Linked DNA regions of Siniperca chuatsi: region 1 is linked to region 2. The links are chromatin contacts, called in public Hi-C maps. All regions are on one chromosome and are shown on one strand. The core of a region is the stretch at or near the end of the contact, and the rest is flanking DNA. Distances in the headings are between cores, read along the strand shown. Region 1 overlaps nhsl1b (NHS-like protein 1). Region 2 holds the start of nhsl1b (NHS-like protein 1).

Region 1 (2,700 bases), core at 196-2,695, 41 kb after region 2:
AAATCAGTCTTTTGTGTATTAGTGTGAATGATACATCACCTCTTTGCAAAGCCTCATGGGAGTCTGAAGAGGTTGCAAGCATTATTTTGCCACACTGGTGCTCTTTATTAATCCTATTAATGTATATAATTGCTGGAGGACTGACAGTGAAGGACAAATAATATGAGGTTTCAGAGTTTCCTTGAAAGCAGTTTTGAATGTAAAGATGTAAAAAAAAAAAATACAGTTAAAGACAACATGGCTCTAGTTTTTCATGTTTATATGTGTCACATTTATCTCTCATAAACATAACGTGCATTTTAAGGACACAAAAGGCGGTGATGAAATAGATGATTAGCAGGGAGGGATGAGAATACATTAAATATATGTCTGTATAAGGGATAACAAAGAGAAATAAGATAAATGAGGCAGTCAGACATGCTGCCAGTGGAGGTGAGGCTAAGCTCTTAGGTTCAAAGAGAGGTCAGGGTTCAGAGTTTGTGGCATTACAGGTCAAACAGTAATCAGGAGGTGACAGCAGATAATACTGTCTTTAGTGTTGTGTGAAGATAAGAATAGGATACATTACACACATGCAGGAAGGCAGTTTAAGGATCTGAAACTACATCTAATCAATGTCTACGTAAGTCTTTTCATTAGGGCAAAACAATGAAAGTCAAAATAATTTTTGTCTTTGTTAACCTCACTGCCCTCAGTCCTTGATCTTCTTTCCATTTCCTGCAGCAGGCCTTGCCTCCACATACAGTATACACCACTACCCTTTATTTACATATTGTTTGATAAAGTTGCACCAGACTCTCAGGGTTTCCACTCACATCTGAGACATCTGTATGGAAAATAAATGTCATTTAGTCCTAGGTACACACATTATGGTGTCTTGTTGACATTATGCATGTTGTGATAACAGTAAACAATAAGTTAAACTCTCTGTTCACACATATTTCATGCTACTATGAAAATCTTTAAATCTTCCCAAGAAAATGCTTTTAAAATATCCATTGATAAGTTTGGTAAACAAGCACTAATATGTAGCCCAACTTCCCAGCAAGTGTATTTGGCAACTGTTGTTTGGCAGCTCATGTTAATGAGCAGGTCTGCATAGTCAAAATTATCGTACTGATGAAAATGCCCTTTATTCCCTTGTTTTAATGTATTAATAGAGAATATAGGCCATCAGAAAAACACAAAGATTAAATTCTGAAGTTGCACAGTGTCTGTGAATCTGGTGAATCTGACCAACCTAAACCATGAACAGAACACAACTGACAAACACTCTGAGTACCGTACATGTACACACAAACACCAACTCCCATATAACTGTCACAGTAAATGTGGGGTGCCGTCTGGTAATAAAAGCCTTCCTCTGTGGTGTAGCTGAACCCCTGTGTTTAACTGGCTCTGTGAATGTGTTACCGCTGAGAGACACACACTGTGAAACTGTACTTACTGGTATTTGGAATTTGGCAGACACACTCATCCAAGGCTTTGGTCTTTTTTTAGGGGGGAAAAAGACAATTGTGGAGTTGTGGATGCACTAAAAGCTACTTGTGTGTGTGTGTGTGTGTGTGTGTGTGTGGCTGTGTGTGTTCCCATGTGTTACAACCAGGTAGGCTTTATCTGCTATATTTACCCTTTGTGTGACAGTGTCTGGTTAGTGCGTATCGTTGTCAGGCATTGCTGGCTTCTGATGTCTGATTGGGTTACTTGGCAACCAGGTCGCTCTTATGTCACCATGTCCTGTCTGCATCACGCAAACCGGTGACAGCATGTCAAGTGTGTATATGTATGTGTGTATGCACCAAGGTGAAATGTATACTTTTCACCTTTGTGATGTTTATTTAGCAGGATATATCATTTGGTTGGCTTAGCAAGTTCTCTTTCATTTTGAGTAAAATTACAGGATTTCGTAGTCAGATGTTTTATCTTCATAATCAGTGGTTTCAAAGGACTGTCTCATTCGCTGCATCCACGTGGTCATTTGTAGTTGTAGTTTTTGTTTTACTCACTTTCTGAGAAGTGTCACACCATCATAAGTATCTGCTATTTAACTTTGTATTGTGTGTCTTTTTAATGCAGGGGTGTGTGAATCCAGTTTATCTTCGAAAACCCTTTAAAATTATTATGATTTCATGTAATTTAGCTTTAATTATGCCAGTATCTTAAGTGTAGTCCATCGCTGTCTGGTCTTATGTTTACTCTGCCTCCTGTCTCCTTTCTTATCATGTGTCAGAGGAATGTCCCAAACTGACTTTGTGACCTGTACAGCCCATTTAAACAGCAGCTTTAGGGTCTGTATCATTTCACTGCTAATTACTGCCACATGCCTCTAATGATATAATCACATGTTGATGTTTTGCTGTCACATACTCACTTCCTTGATACTAAGTGTTGCCTGGTGCTGAAATGATGCTGTTGCAGATTAAGTTATTGCTTAAATTACTGTAAACTCAAGTTGTCTCCACCAGTATAGGAATTTTGTATTTAATACCAACACCAGGGAAGAAAATGACCACTATATGATACAGTACATATTCTGATATACTGTAGTTTAACATTAAAAGTTTGTATACACCTGCACAATCATCCAGAGACACAGACATATTCTGGGAATTTTGCAGTGGCGTTTTATTTCTATTTTTTGGTAAACATTGGTGTAATACAGGCCCATAATTTGACTCATTATCAATTGAGAAACACACA
Region 2 (2,700 bases), core at 75-2,574:
ATAGAGGTACCCTTGAAGTTGCTGTGTTCACTTAAAGACACCAGGGGGCACATTAAATACTACAGAGACACACTTTTCTAAATGGATATTATTAGCCAGATTTTCAAAAACATTCACCGAATTAAACCTGAGCTGGGCAAAAGGTATGCTGTCAATGATGAGTTTGCTCTTCGGAATTTAAAGAGCAGCGGTGGACTGGACAAACACGCCTTGCACACACAGAGAGGAGATAAATCAGAGACAAGTGTTCAGAGACTGTTGTCCAGGGGTTATTTTAAAAGGTATGAGCAAACAACTAACATAGCCTGTGTTTAAAACGAACGTGCTATAGGCTTCTTAAATTTTTTTTTTTATAAAGTTAACCTTAGCTTAACTTGTCAATAGCCATTTTGGTGGCTCCTGGTACTAAAATATCTGAAAACATGCAGTTCACCAGATAAGATTTATGCCCACACCCTGAGGATTTTTTTTTTGGCTGTTAGCTGTAAATATACGTTAACTTAACGCTTAACCTAACCAGCTATAGCTAAACAACCCAACTAGCTAGTTAAATAACTCCAACTAACGTCACACCATAACTTGGCTAACGCTAGGTTAGCTAACTTTTGGGAAACTATAGTGTCACATAATTACACAAACATTAAATTTTAATGTCCTTATTTCTCCATTTAATTAAGTTTGATTATTTATTAAAAAATCCAAGACAAAGCTATATTAAAAAAAGAGTACTAACTAAATGTTCGTATCGTGTTTTGGGGGTTCAGTCAGTGGTTGATGGAACTGTTTTAATGCCTCAACTTATTAGGCTGTTTAGCTAATGTGGAAATACCTATTCAATTCACCCATCCAAGTGCATTAACTTGCTCGTACCTATTACCTTAAATTGTACTAAATTCAGTTTTAAAGATATAATTGGACTACCTTGCCAAATGAAGGAAAGTAAAGGTTCAGTATTGGCCTAGCATCATCTTTCATTACCCTTAATTGCAGGGATTGCTATAAAATAAGGAGTAAAAGTTAATGTGAATGGTTACTCTAAGACACAGTGGTTCATAGCGCATGAATAAAATAGTGATTTGAGCCTCACACTGTGATTTCTTCTAACTCAGTTTGTTGGTAGCCTGAGTCTCTCCGGTTCCGTTTGGAAGATACCGGTCCAGGTTTTCCATCAGACCGCACCACTGTCTTCGAATGGAGGCAGGTAGACTCTCCTCTGTGTGTGTGGCTCCGGTTCCAGTTTCTACAGGTGGTTGTAGTATTTTCCGGGTTTTTATTTGTACTTTTTCCTACTTTTCCTTGTGTTTTTTCCTTTTCTCTCTACAGCCTGCACTCTGTCTGGTTGAATTTGAATAGTGTTTGGGAGGCAACGTCCCCAGTGTACAGCAGCACGAAGTCCCATGCTTTGAAAAACAAAAATATGGCGGGATTGAAGGATTATACTGCCTCGCAAATAATAGCAGCCACAGGAAGGCAGCACGTCTTGGATTTTTTGTAAAGCTGCAAGTTTTTTGCGTGAACAGTTTTCGGTCCCGCTGGAGTTATTGGTATGAAATAAATATGCCTTTTCATCAGAGGAGCATTGAGCCGCGGCGTGTTAGTAGGTTATCGGCGAGGGATGGCTGGATACAGGGGGAAGAAACCGGGAGACGCAAACTGCGAAGACCCGTTTTGTTCTCGTCATTGGATGAGGTCGGCTGCCATACATTGATCAACATAATTCACCAACTTTCCGACCTTTCTCGACATGCCAGCGACATCTTCCTGGGCATCGAGATAGAGGCAGGGATGGTATTTAGGAGATCCTGCTGGATTCAGGGGCGACTGCAAAATCTGCAGGGTGAAATCTGCAAGTTTGATCCCAAGAAAATCAAAATCCGTAAGTTTGCAGCGCTGGTGACTTGCTGGTAGTCTGCAGTGTGAGAGCTAGGGTCTAGCTCAAAATTTCTGCCCCATAGCAATAACGTTGCTTTAATAATATTGTAGTAAAACCAGAGGAGTCACTATAAACTTTTAATTGAGACCTACAAACATGTAATAATCATTATGAATGTACATACATGGCACTAGTGTACCATGATTTCTCACCACAGACAGATATTAATTCATTTCAGACAGAAATATGGTAAAATATATAAGTAAGTTTTCATTTGAGAAGTCTGACTTTGAATTAATCTGTATCTGGAGATGTGTCTTTCTTATGGACTGGTGCTGCTCTGTCATAATAACATTGGTGTGGAGAGATGCTAGTCATGTTCAAGGTGACATTTTGTCCATTGAAATAACCAGGGAGGAGTGACTGGTGTCTCCTGACACATGGCTTTGTTTGTCTTGATTCGGACTTGTGAATGTTGATAGGGGTGTTGAGTCCTGTCAGAAATGATGGATTTCCTCTCAACGCACTCACCATCTGTGGTTAGGTCTTCAAAGGACACAGAGATCACAGGAGGCCTCACAGTCCTTTCCCCCATTTCTTCTTGCTCTTTTATGCATGTAAACAAAGCTGGTCAACTCAAAGATAAATGGAAAATCAATTTCCTTTGCTGCAGCCAGCGCTGACTTTTGTTGTTTTGTGATGTGTTTTGCTGCCCCTGTAAAACTACCTCCTGTAGTCTCACACACAGCAGTTATATATTAACTCAGACTTTGGCTCATACTATGGCGACTGTATCAGTCACATAAAGATTGAGAGATAGACCTGTC

What was found. A called contact is a pair of places that touch in the nucleus more often than the background predicts.
Region 1: a Hi-C map of an unstated tissue shows a contact between it and region 2, with 2.3 times the contacts expected there. The contact joins the enhancer-like site here to the promoter of nhsl1b in region 2. A contact is called at or near these places in 2 of 3 Hi-C or Micro-C datasets (skeletal muscle and an unstated tissue).

What each region holds. Positions count from the first base shown.
Region 1 is chrLG16:15,560,311-15,563,010 of ASM2008510v1, forward strand. All of the region lies in intron 1 of nhsl1b (NHS-like protein 1), which reads left to right. Among protein-coding and RNA genes, the nearest start is that of nhsl1b, 41 kb to the left of the region's middle. Within about 2 kb of position 1,446, the one cell type or tissue checked has an H3K27ac peak away from gene starts, as active enhancers do.
Region 2 is chrLG16:15,519,562-15,522,261 of ASM2008510v1, forward strand. It overlaps nhsl1b (NHS-like protein 1), which reads left to right and starts at 1,325. Exons shown (of 7, transcript XM_044168600.1): 1 at 1,325-1,876. The coding sequence starts at 1,558.